Linked DNA regions of Mus musculus: all the other regions are linked to region 2. The links are chromatin contacts, called in public HiChIP or PLAC-seq and Micro-C maps. All regions are on one chromosome and are shown on one strand. Each heading gives the region's core, a stretch centred on a gene start, on an enhancer-like site or on the middle of the called end of the contact. The rest is flanking DNA. Distances are from core to core; before and after follow the strand shown.

Evidence for each region. Hi-C and Micro-C count contacts between places; a contact is called where the count stands out from the background. HiChIP or PLAC-seq counts read pairs in DNA pulled down with a chosen protein or histone mark.
Region 1: a Micro-C map of embryonic stem cells shows a contact between it and region 2, with 3 times the contacts expected there. The contact joins the promoter of Extl1 here to the promoter of Nr0b2 in region 2. A contact is called at or near these places in 2 of 39 promoter capture datasets (hematopoietic stem and progenitor cells and liver) and 1 of 484 Hi-C or Micro-C datasets (embryonic stem cells).
Region 3: a contact with region 2 is called in an H3K4me3 HiChIP or PLAC-seq map of bone marrow-derived macrophages, with 2.8 times the contacts expected there. The contact joins the promoter of Pdik1l here to the promoter of Nr0b2 in region 2. A contact is called at or near these places in 3 of 39 promoter capture datasets (the C10 cell line, hippocampal neurons and pre-B cells), 1 of 484 Hi-C or Micro-C datasets (B cells) and 3 of 115 datasets of contacts at active chromatin or transcription factors (bone marrow-derived macrophages, large pre-B cells and pro-B cells).

Annotation. Positions count from the first base shown.
Region 1 is chr4:134,371,075-134,375,331 of GRCm38.p6, reverse strand. Extl1 (exostosin-like glycosyltransferase 1) reads left to right here and starts at 2,785. Exons shown (of 11, transcript NM_019578.2): 1 at 2,785-4,257. The coding sequence starts at 3,614.
Region 2 is chr4:133,550,915-133,555,202 of GRCm38.p6, reverse strand. It overlaps Nr0b2 (nuclear receptor subfamily 0, group B, member 2), which reads right to left and starts at 1,827. Exons shown (of 2, transcript NM_011850.3): 1 at 1,238-1,827. The coding sequence starts at 1,778.
Region 3 is chr4:134,285,389-134,289,700 of GRCm38.p6, reverse strand. It overlaps Pdik1l (PDLIM1 interacting kinase 1 like), which reads left to right and starts at 2,448. Exons shown (of 3, transcript NM_001163794.1): 1 at 2,448-2,540.

The sequences.
Region 1 (4,257 bases), core at 1,536-4,035, 820 kb before region 2:
TGTATGTTGCAATGCAAAGGAAGCACGCTTCCAGCATGAACCAGCCATGAGCCCAGGGTTGGGGGTAGGGTGGCAATCAGACAGGATGTCCCTCTTGTGTGACGAATCTTTTCTTGAGGGGGCGCTACACAATCATCTAATCACCCCGGACAGGGACACTGGAGTCTGTGTGTTGCTGGGAAAACAGGTCACAGGTCCACTCTCCTGCCCCTGCCCCCTGTGTCCCTTGCTGCCCCTGTGCTTGGAGCAATTTTCCCCTAGAAGCTCCGAGGGGCGCTTGATAGCAAGGCTACCTCAGGCCCCTGACGCCACCTTTCTTACTCTTCCCTGACACTACGGAAGATTTTCATTTCTGTCTTATGTTTCCTTCTGGGAGAGAAGCCTCCATTTTCAGTGAAGATGCTATCACTACCTGCTCCCCTCGGGGCCTGCCTGGCCCATGGGATAACGCTCACTAAATAATTGTGGAATGAGGGAGAAGGTGACCACTTCTTACTTCCTCATAGGGAGGGTGATTTTTCTCAAAAACGTATTTGGAAGCTGGGAGGATGGCTCAGTTGGTAGGGTGTAACGTGCACGCACGAGGCCCCGGGTTAGGTGTGACACCACATAAACCCAGGCTTGGTGGTGCCTGCCTACAATCACAGCATTGAGGAGGTCAAGACAAGGGGAGCAGACATTCAAGAGATTTCTTGACTACATAGCTAGTTCAAGGCCAGCAAACCAAACAAAAATGTAGCCAGGAGGCAGCTCAGTAGGGGAGCAGTTACCCAGCTTGGGGAAGTAGGAAGGTTCCATCCCAGTGCAGGCAAACCCCAAACAATGTTGCTTCCTTTCCAGTCCTAAGGTCAAGGTCACCCTCAGAGGCCTTCTCGGCCCCTGGGTTCAGCAGCCCCACTGTGTGCTGTCAGGTTCCCCCATCCATAGGCTCTCTAACAACAGGGGTAGAGGAGAGGGCCCATCTCACTCTGCACATTGCCTGTTTAGTGGTTAAAGGTATGGATGGTAGGCTGGAAGAATGGCTCAGAGCTCTTTTTTTTTTTTATACAGTGAACCCAGGTTTGGTTCCTAGAACCCACATGGCAGCTCGCAATTATCTCTAACTTCAGTTCCAGTGAATCTGATGCCCTCTTCTGGCCCCCCTAGGCACAGGGCATGCATACTGTAATACTGTAGACAGGCATGCACAGGCACACACACACACACACACACACACACACACACACACACACACACACACACAGAGGCAAACACTCATACACACCAAATAAAAATAAATATGTTTTTAAAATGAATGGCCAGGTATGGTAACATATACCTTTAATCCTAGCACAGGGGACACAGAGACACGCAAGATCAAGGCTAGCCTGGTTTATATAGTGTGTTCTTGGCTACATAGAGAAACACTGCCTCAGAATAAAAGAGAAGATGTATAGATAGATGGCTTAGGACCTGGCTAAGCCATGGGAATACAGGCAAAGTTACTCAAGTTCCCTGAGCCTCAACTTTCTCTTCTGTAAAATGGGAATGATAGTAATATCTCCTTTATAGTCATTTCCAGCGTGCTCAGGACATAGTCACCTACACTATTACTCTTATTCAGCATGGCACTTCCAGTGCCTCCCTGGGAACCTGGTCCAAGTTAGGATGCGAAGGATCTCTTAGATGATTGAACATGGATGTGGCCAGAGCAAGCTTGAGCCCCTGAAGGAGGGTCCTGGCTCTGACTCAGGAGTCTCAGCCGCTTCCTAGAGGAAGGGAACCTTCTGCCAATTCCAAGCCTGGTGGGATGGCAACAGCGCATGCCCACACCTGTCTCCTGCGTGAGAAAGCCTGCGGTTTGCCTGAGCAGCTGTCTATCACGGAGCGACCTACCTCTTACTGCAAGAGGCCAGATTCTTCTTGATCCCATTTTGAGGATGTTCCTGGGCACCTCACTGTGCCCTGCCCTCAGGCTGCTCACCAAGGAGGAGAGGCCAGCGGAAGGATACTTCCTTGTTGAAGGACACCCCACCAAGTGCTCTTGTAGGACCTACAATAGCAACCCTCCAAGGGAATGATGTTAATCCATTTTAAAGATGCAGGTAGACACTGCCCAGCTCCATTCAGTGGCCGAGGGGACAAGAAGAGGCCCCATCAGGCCAGGCTCTGAGTTCAAATCTTCACCTGGACACATCAAAGCTGGGTCACCTTAAGAAAGGCAATCCCTGCTCTGCGCTTCATTTTTCTCAATAGTAAAAAAGACAAAAGAGCTGGTGATGTAATTCAGTGATAGAATACTTGTCTAGTGTGCACAAAGCCTTGGGTTCTACTCCCAGTACCACAACATCAATTCTAAAAATAGACAATGATAATCGTAATAAAAGGGGGGGGGAAAGGCAGATAAACATCTACTTTGGATCACTGGTAAAGACCTTGGAGAGAAGCAAACTGTCAATCCACAGCCACCAGTGAGGTATGGTGCCCTCCTGACCATTATTAATCTTCCAGAGCCAGGCGTGATGGCAGGTAGCTGGCATTCGAGCACTCCGAGGTGAAGACAGATTGATCAGGGACTCAAAGTCCTTGGTTGCAAGGTGGGTTTGAAACCAACCGGGGCTACAGGAACATCCCCACCCCCCTCGTCTCAAAAAAAAAAAAAAAGGAAAAAGAAACGAAACGGTACCCCAGCGAAAGAGGTTGCAAGGGGTTAAGTGGAAACCCTGCCTCCTAGCCAGGAGCCAATCAGAGCTGGCGGGGGTGTGGCCAGGCTGCTGCTGCTGCGAAAGAGAGCTGGACCGACTTGATACCTTCTGGAGTGGGACCTGGAGCTGCCGGCTGGACCTGTGGGGCAGGAACAGGAATTTGGAGCGTAGGTCTTGCCCTCTGCCCTGTGACAGCTCCTAGCCGGAGGGTGCAGAGCAGCTGCCTGGGTTAGGGGCCATAGCCGAGGGGAAGAAGACCACACTCCGAACCTTCTCATTCCCCAGGCGGCGGGCATGGGATGCACTCCGGCTCCAACTTCAGCTGGCTCTGGTGGCCCACATGGACACAAGGTCTATTTATAGTTCTGCCACAGAAGGCCAGCCACCAAACACAGGGGTAGCCAGGGTTTTTTTCAAGAGCTTTTGGGGCAGAGGGAAGAGTGGGAGAGGACAGTCCTGCCTCCTTCTACATCATCCTTGGCCACCCCCTCCCGATACCCACTCCCCATGAACCCAGACAGTTCTCCATAGATAGCCTGCCCTTGGGTCAAGGGTAAGATCAGGGGTGCAGTCCTGAGCGCAAATGGACACGATCTTGTGGTCTGGACAAGGGTTGCATCAGCCCGAGCAGTGGCCCAGGGCAGAGGTCCCGATGAGAGGGCAAAGGGTGGCAAGGTTGTGTGAAGGTAGAGAAAGCAGTCGGAGAGTGGGAATGCAAATTTAGAAAGCCAGAGCCTCCTTGGACTTCCCACGAGGGGTCAATCCCACAGGTGGCCAATGGTTAGTCGAACTTAGCTAGGGGACCTGCCTTCAATGGTGAGAGCGCTGGACCAGAAGGCTGATTTCCAGCTCCCTCCTGCCTGGGGTCGCCTCCTCCACTTGCTACAGAAATTCCTCACTTCCTTCTAGTCCTAGCTGTTGGTGGCCACATGCTGTGGAGAAGAAAGTCCTTCTGGCTGGCGTTGTCAGCCTTCTGGCTCCTCCTCGTCCTCCTAGGAGTCTTCCCCCTTCGCCTGGCAGTGTTGCCCGGTCCTCTTCCAGGGCGCTCCCAAGGCTGGCCCCGCTGGCTGGATGCTGCCTTCTTACAGAGTTTCTCCCAGTCTGAGACGAACCCAGAAGATGTCGCACAGCTCCCTCGGGTCTCTCGGGGAAGCAGCTGCACCTGGGGAGCCTGCTTTGACACCTCCAAGTGTAGGGGAAAGGTCCTCAAGATCTTTGTGCACTCCCCGGCTGGTCCGACCTCTGAGGCTCAGCGCAGGATCCTGGATTCCTTGGAAGGCTCCCGCTACTCTGCACTCAGCCCAGCAGACGCTTGCCTTCTCCTTTTTCTCCCCAGCCAGGATCGTAGAGGAGCCTGCGGGCCCCTGCCTCCGAACTGGAACGGAGGCCGGAACCATCTGGTGTTGAGTCTCTACCCAGCCCCTTGCACCAGGCTGGGACAGGCGATGGTAGCTGAGGCCAGCCCCTCCTCGGACATCTTCCGACCGGGCTTCGATTTAGCGCTCCCGTATCTCCCCGAAGCTCACCCATTGCGAGGTGGGGCTCCCGGCAAGCTGCAGCAGCACAGTCCCCA
Region 2 (4,288 bases), core at 578-3,077:
CCTTTCCTTTCCCTTTCTTTCTTTCTTTCTTTCTTTCTTTCTTTCTTTCTTTCTTTCTTTCTTTCTTTCTTTCTTTCTTTCTTTCTTTCTTTCTTCTTTTCTTTTCTTTTCTTTCTTTTTTTTGAGACAGAGTTTCTCTGTGTAGCCCTGTCTGTCCTGGAACTAGTTCTCTGGCTGGCCTTGAACTCAGAGATCTGAGTGCCTCTGCCTACCAATGCTGGAATTAAAGGTATGTGTTATCATCACTTGGCTAAATAAATCTTAAAACCAAAAACCAAGCCAAACTAAAATAAAACAAAGCAAAAACTCAGACAAAACAAAACAAAAAACAACCAAGCAACCAACAAACAAAACCAGCACCAAGCTGCCTGGGTTTGAACGTCGGGGCTGCCCCTTATTAGCTGAGTGACCTTGGATATGCAGTTTAATCTTTCTGAGTGACCTTTGTTAAATGAGTACTTTAATCTTTGTGCTTCCGTTTCTTCATCTGTCCAGTGGGGCTAATGACAGCGCCTGTTACCCACACTTGTTATGAGGTTTAACCAAACTGATATTTTAAAAAGCCCTTTGAGTGAGTCCTACCATATGGTGAATGCAACGGGGCTATGGGACTGCTACTGCTATGTGACATGTTTTAACTATCAAGGCCTGTCTCTTGTCTTCCTCAAAGCTATGAGGACTATTCTCCCATCCCAGGCCAACTTGGTCTATATAGTGAGTTCTAGGCTACCCAGAGCGACATGGTGAGACTCTCTCTCAGTTCTCCCCATCACTCCACCTCTCTTCTCCTGGCTTGACTTCACAAGGAGTGCCCCACTCCCAAACCCTCTTTCTCCTTCTGAGTGGCCTCTCTGAACCCTTTAGAGCCTCACTATGTAGCCTGACCCTGAAGATATGGCTATCATGCAGCTGTGTCTGCTGCCACCCCCTCTGGCACCCTCTCTACCCACCCACTCTCCCTAAGATTCAAGCCACATTTCTCAGGCACGGTGGCAAAGAGCAGTCTCTGCACTAGCTTGGCCTGCCTTCTGCCTTCCCAGCCCTCCTCTGCCTCTGCCTTGCTATGTGGCCTTCGGATAGTTGCTTAACCTCTTTGTGCCTCTCCTATGAGCCATCTATTTGAGGCTCACAAGGACCCAATGATACAATGGGTGTCAAGCCCCAAGAAAGCACTTTCCTTGGATGGGCCCCATCCCCTCCCACCTTGACCACCATCCAGGAGTGTCTGGAAGCTCACCTGGGTTGAAGAGGATCGTGCCCTTCAGGTACGCATACTCCTTGGGACCCAGCTCAAGGCTCCAGAAAGACTCCAGGCAGCGCTGCAGCCACTGAACTGCAGCCAGTGAGGGTTGTGGCCGGTCTGATGGCTGGGCACCCTGGGTACCGCTGCTGGCTTCCTCTAGCAGGATCTTCTTAAGTATACTGGGCACCGGAGCCTCAGCCACCTCGAAGGTCACAGCATCCTGGGCCAACCCCAGCAGGAAGAGAGGGCCCCAGCAGCACTCTAGCAGCCGCCGCTGATCCTCATGGGGCAGGTGGCAGAAGGACGGCAGGTTCCTGAGGAAGGCTACTGTCTTGGCTAGGACATCCAAGGCCTCCCTGCAGGTGCGGTGCGGAGCACACAGACGCACAGGCCGCTGCTGCTGGCACAGGCAGTGGCTGTGAGATGCAGGTGCAACGGGCCTGGTCCTGGGGCTGGGGCTCAGAAGTGCATACAGAATAGTCGGACGACCTGCAGAGCCCTGGCATGGGCAGACCCCTGACTGGCCGGAGCTCATGGTTAGTATCTTGTTCCTGTTTCTTCCCAGCTATCTGGCCCTCTCTCTCTCTCTCTCTACTGTGAGTGCTATTTATATCCTTGATGGGCGGGAAGGGGACTGGCCAAACAACCTTGACTCCAGAAGTCATGTTCATTGAAAGGAAAAAAAAAAAAAAAACCATACACACACACAATGCATACACGCTGACCCTGGCAGGACTGATGGGGAAGTGGTGGGGGAGGGGCACTGGAAGCTCCACGTGGCCTTGCTATCACTTTAGTCAATGAAGTGGCCATTGCAGGGCACAGGGCCACCTGCCCACTGCCTGGATGCCCTTTATCGGATGACTCAAGTGCATAAACAGGGTCATTAACCCAGGCTGTACCAGGGCACCAAGGTCTCAGGCGCTCAACCAGCCAGTGCCTGGGACTGCTGTTTCTATTGATGCCCATTTCCATGCACATAAGACCAGGGTTCTCACTGAGCCAAGGAGCCAGCCAGGAAGCTGGCTAAAGCCTTGAATACATGACCCAGCCTGGAAGTGGCTTATCGCTGCTGTGTTTGCCTAACCTTGGGGCTCTCTACTGTTGTTGGTAAGGAACGGGCCACAGGGAAGGGAGCCAGGTCCCTGGGGGACTTTGCTCACTGTACAGTCTCGGAGGCCGCCCTTCTGGGACTCCAATCCAGGGGCCTCTGTGGGAGGAAGATCATTCAGAGCCCCTTCCCCCAAGTCAGCATTCCTATAGCGTCAGAGAGGCTGGGTCTGCCCTTGCAAAACCGTGGGAATACATGGTCGACATTTACTAAGGACCCTGCTTTGTTGTGGGTCCCTTTCCATTGTAACCCTGAAGACTTTCCAATGAGACTACATTCTTACTCTGTGACACTCCAAGAAGTGAAGTGACCTACTCAAAGTCACTCCAACGGGAAGGGATGGAGCACAGGTGTGTCGGACCTCAAAGTAATCTTTGTTTGTCCCCTTGGATCAATTCTGCAGCCAAAGTGTGAGTTTCTCAGAACTGGTGGCTAACAGGCACCCCGCCCCCCCCCCAACCTGGTCTGCAAGTATGGCCCACCTACAGTATGGGTAGAACCACATCTCTGCTAGCACATGGCTCCTCTGTCCTGGACATTTGTCTCTAGTGGTCAGAGGTAAGGGACAAAGGACATGGGAGGGCCTCAGTTGTGTCTGGTTCCTGACCTTGGCTAGCCTTGCCTAGCAGGCTCCCTGTTGCCACAGTCTTGGGCAACCTGGTGCTGTGGATAAAGAGGTCTGGCATCCTCTGCCCTGGCACCTGGTTTAGGCTCCATGCTTCCCAGTTCTAGTGTGTGACTGTCAGCTTGTCTCCAGTGGTCAGGGAGCCTTTATCTCTCTCCCTTTTTTAAAAATTTTTTTTTCCAGCCAGGGTTTCTCTGGGTAGCTCTGGCTGTCCTAAGAAATTGCTCTGTAGATCAGGTTGGCTTCAAATGCCTGCTTCTGCCTCCCTAGTACTTGAGTTAAAGGCTTGTGCCAATCCCCACCACCCAGCTGAGTCTCAGCTGAGACTGTAAGGTCTTCCTGTGGTGCTGATGTGAGGATAGAGCAAAGCCCTGCAGAGACTATGAGACTGGCACCTGACTGTCTTCATCCCCAATGACAAGCAGGCACACTGCTTTCACTATAGCATATACCCTCAGCCCAGGCCTCTGCTGGAAGAGAGCAGACGGTCCCTGATGGAAAGGAGCAGTCACGGTGAGAGAACAAACAGAGCTCACGGACTGATGGGGCTCAGTGGGCTGCTTGCACCTTGTCCTGAGAACTGGCACAGGAAGGATGATGCTTTTTGCTCTTCCTCTCATCATTGCTTGTTTTGTTTGTAATGTCGCGCTTGTAGCCCAGGCTAGCCTTACATTTGCACTGCAATGTCTCAACCTCCCAAGTGCTAGGGTTGCAAGTCTGAGATATCCCACCTGCTCGCTGGGTGGCTGCTGCTGCTTTTAATTTATTGAATATGATGACCAAATGCAAAAATAAAAGGGTTTTGTGTGTGTGTGTGTGTGTGTGTGTGTGTGTGTGTGTGTGTATGAAATGAAGTTAGTTCTCCCCTCCACATTTCTGTGGGCTCCAGGGATCAAACTTGGGCAGCCAGGCTTGTCCAGGAGAAATGCCTTTGTCTGTTGACCCACCTCTCTCTCTCTCTCTCTCTCTCTCTCTCTCTGTCTCTCTCATTTTTTTTTTTTACAAAGTTTGGGTTTTGAGTTGGGGGTTTCAAGTATTCCAGCTTCTCCTTGAAAATGCTATGTAGCCAAGGCAAACCTTTAAATCTTGGATCCTGCTGCCTTCTCCTCCTGGGTACTGAGATAGCAGCTGTGGACCATTCAGCATCCATCACACATTCAGCAGTAAGGATGTCCTTCTCCTCCCTCTCCTTTTTCTTCTCCCTCCTCCTCTTCCTCTTCTTTTGCAGCACTCGAGTTTTGCTTGTGTTAGATTATTACTCCACTGTATGTATGTGCAGCAAGTGCATGCTTGATGCCCAAGGAATCAG
Region 3 (4,312 bases), core at 1,199-3,698, 730 kb before region 2:
TGAGAGTTCTGCATCCTGATTCGGAGGCAACCAGGAGAGATTGACATGCTCAGGCAGCTAGGAGGAGGCTCTCTGCAATGGGTGCAGGCTGAGCCTAAGAGACCTCCACAGCACACCCCCACCGTGACACACTCCCTCCAACAAGGCCAAGCCTTGGAACAGTACGACTCCCTAGGGGCCAAAGATATTCAAGCAACCACATCCCCCAAAGGTAGAAGGTGAAAATGAACTCCACTAAGTTGTCCTCTGACATACATCATACAAACATAAATCCATAATTTTATATTTAAGGTTGCTCAGGTGTGGTAGTATATACATTTAATCCCAGCAACACTCAGGAGGCAGAGGCATCTCTGAGTTCAAGGCCAGCTTGGTCTACAGAGACAGTTTCAGGCCAGCCAGGGCTATAAAGTGAGACCCTGCCTCAAAGGCAAAAGAACTGTAGAATGTAAAGTAATTCTTTTATTGGACGGATAGGCTTTTTAAAAGTTTAAAATATAAGCAACTAACTTTGTTAGTCACATAGAAGATGATGGCACACCGTAAAACACTAGTCTTGTTAGCTTCAGCTGTCAACTTGCCAGCTTAGCTATTTGAGGAAGTGTCCAGTGGGGGATAGCCTCTATCAGACTGGCCTGTAAGCACATCTGTGAGGGGGTTTGTTGATTGCCCAATGTGGGCAGTGCTATTTCTAGGCAGGCCAGCCTAAACTGTTTAGAAATGTAGTTGAGCCATGACCCTGGAGCAAGCCAGTAAGGAGCCTCCCCCACCCCCCACAGTTCCTTCCCTAGTTCCCTCCCTGACTTCCCTCAGTGATGGATGAATTCCCAGTGACCCTAACCCTGAAGGTTTAAGTCAAACAAACCTTTTCCTCCCCTAAGGTATTTTTGGTCAGCAATTTTTCTTTTTAATCACAGCAACAGGAAAGCAGCTAGAACAGGTACGTCCCTTGACGATCCCGTGACATTTTATGACCACAATAAACAAAAAGACTACTCTCATGAAGAGATCTCTTCCTAGTCCATCCTGTTTAACACTGGTAGCCGGCGTCTACTGAGCTTTCCTATTTCCCCCTACTTTCCAGGGCAGGAAGCAAGTCTTGACTGACTCAGTATTCCCAGAAAACGTGAGCACCAATAGGAGGATGGCCCTCAGGACAAACTCTGAATAGATTGCTGGGCTTTTATTAGGAGGGGCTGGAGGACGTTACACTAGGGTGCGAGTGGGTGTTCTAGGAAGACAACTTTTGGTCAATGTGGCAGGTGTTGGTTTCCTCGCCTATGAAAGCAGCAGGGTCAGTAGTAAGGTCTTTACTTTTGGAATATGGTTCAGATTATATAGAAAGTTGCCCAGACCCCAAATATTAGTTTCATAAGCAGATGACAAAGGATGATCCTGGAGGCACTGAGATGCTTAGGGGGCAATGAAGGCAGGATCAACCTTACTAACAAGCAGTAGGTACAGAATAATAAAGAAAAGAATGGGCGTTTCTGGCAGATGCTTACTCAATCTGTGTAACTAACGACGGGCCGGCCAGTTGGTCCTGGTTTCCAAGTGACTGTCACCCCGATCTCAGGGCAACTCAGGGTTATGACTGACAACTGCTGGGGGCATTTGAAAGGTTTTGTGCACGTATTTGAAGAACTCCGGGGGACTGCAGTCCTAGGAGACCTGTTTTGTGTCCGTACACCCGCCTAAAATGGGTCCCAACTCCGGTTCAGGCCAGCTAGGCTGCGCGCCGCAGCCAGGTAGGCCACACCCTCTCTCTCACCCAGCAGGACGCCCCGATCCTCAAGGCCGGGAACAATGAGGTTCCGGCTTCTTTAAGGGAGATACCACCGCGCCGGTGGGGCAGGGGACAGCATCCTCCCAGATGATCGCACCCAGGCCCGCGTCGCTGCCTGGGCCATTGTGCCACCCGCAAACACAGCTCGGTGCCTCGGAACGTAGGTGCAGCCAGCCTCCCAGCACTGGCCGCGCCTCCCCACGGACCCGCCGCCCAGTCCCGCCACCAGCGAGGAAGATGCACCGGGCATCCGGCCCCAGCGAACCGCGCGCTCCAGCCCGCCGCTCGGTAGGTCTGAAGAGGGCGGGCAGCGTAGCCCGCCACGGGGCACGAGCACCGCCGGCTCGGGCCAGCGGCCGCAGCTTCTCTGGGGTCCCGGGACGCGCCCCCCGCTGCGGCTGAGGGCGACCGTCCCCTGCCGCCACCCCTGCAGGGCAGCATTGGTCCGCTCTGCAGCGCGCACACCGCTGGAAACGCTCGGCTGTGCGCCGCGCCAGGGCAGCGACGGAGCGCAATGGCCAGAGCCCGCGGAGGAGAGGCGGGCGCTCGCCCGGCAGCAGGCGGCGCTCGGCTTGCGCACGCGCGCTACGGCAAGCCGGAGGGGGCGGGGCCCGGCGTGAGGGGGTGTGTCCGCGCACCACGGGGGCGCGCGCCGGCTTCTGACTGGAGGCCGCCGCGGCCGAGGGCGCGAGCTGCGCGATAATGGCGGCCTGCAGAGCTCATGAGAGGGAGAAGCGGCGGCGGCTGCCCTGAGGTAAACCTGGCCCTTCGCCGTGCCACGGATGCCCCGCAGTCAGAACCGGTCTCCCTGCATGTGTCTCTGTCCCCAGCAGGCCTGTCACGGACCTCTCAGTGGAGTCATCCCCGGGAAGGCCCGGTGCTGCGCCGGCCACCGGCCGGGGACTGCGGCCTCCGTTCCCGCCCGGGCCACTCCCGGAGTCCGGTCCCCTAGGCTGCAGCCGCCAGGAGTTGAAGCGACTGCGAGGCCCGCTCAGGGGCCACGGGAGGGTCCCTCGGGGTTTCCAGGGACGGCCGCCCGGAGTGAGCTTGCTGCTTGGCCAGTGAGCGCGCCTCGGCGACAGAGCGAGCACCGCTGGCCTTACTTGTCCCCGTCCCCGGCACCAGCAGGTGCATGTCCAAGCCGCCGGTGCCCAGCCCCGGAGGGAGAATGGCAGGCAGGCAGGCAGGAGGGTCCGGGACGTGCCATCGTAAGGCGCTCGGGTTCTCGAAGGATGCTTCAGCAGGGCGTCTCTCCAGCCAGGACCCCAAGGATTTGATAGACACCGTCCTTTCTTATGCAAGGAAGGCGTTCTTCCTTGGGGGGGGGGACCTCTGGCAAGTGGGAGAGGACAGGGGACCGCTGCAGAGAAAAGAGTCACTTGGAAGTGCCTAGTAACCGGGAATCAGCACAGAGCAGGACAGAATGGCCCGCCCGGTGACAGGAAACCTGACATTGGGGAATCCAGGAAGAAATTGAAGGGTAGGCGACCAATACAAGGAAGTAACTCAGGGCAAACCTCAGGAACAGTCATTTTCTTTTAAATCTGGCCAATGAACTTAAAGTAGTCGTTCCGGGAGTCTCCGGTTCCCGGGGCAGTCACTTTGTTTACCTGGTTGTGCAATGTAAATACAATCTTACTCTTCCTGGCCGGCGAAGACAGTGACAGTGAGTGAGGGAGCGTACTGCAGACTCTCCACTCAAAAGAACATTTCTCTGTGGGGCCTGTGCTCCAGCTTGCCTTTAAATGATTTCTCAAGGTACAGCGCCAAAGGACTTTGTCAGAGGATTCCCTGTGATGTATAGGATGCTCCCCCTTTGGCCAGAAAAGACCTAGAATTAAATAACTATGCTAAACAACGATAAAAAGGTAGTTGACTTACTTCATTTTGAGGGAACAGCTCTGCAAAAACTTTATTTGTGCCCATTTTGTAAGAAACAAATAACTAAGCATGCTGGTGCAGGTCTATAACCCTAGTTTTTGGAAGGTGGAAGCAGGAGATTAGGGTCATTCCCTGCTATATAGTAAATTCAGGGGTAGCCTGAGCTACCTGAGACACTGTTGCAAACAAAACATAAGTAAGTGATCTTGACCACTTTTGGTCCATAAACCAAAGTCAGGGGTTTGCATTTCTAAGTGTGAGGGATTTTTATGTTTCACTGCTTTTGTTTGTGTGTTTTCTTCTCAAGACAGGGTCTCTCTGTAGCCCTGGGTATCCTAGAACTCCCTCTGTAGATCAGGCTGGCCTTGAACTCAGAGATCCGCCTTCCTCTGCCTCCTACACGCTGAGATTAAAGGTGTGAGCCACCACCTCTTGATGAAATTTCAAATTTCGGGTATATATATATTTTTAACAATGGCATTTTCAAGCAGTTAAGGATTAAATGAACTTAATATAAAAGTAGCCAGGTTTGGCTACTTAACACACTTGTAATACCACCATTCCAAAGACCAAGGTAGCCAAGGCTATTGAGGTGGCTCAGTGGGTAAAGTTATGTTCTGCCAAGCCATATAACATGAGCTCAGT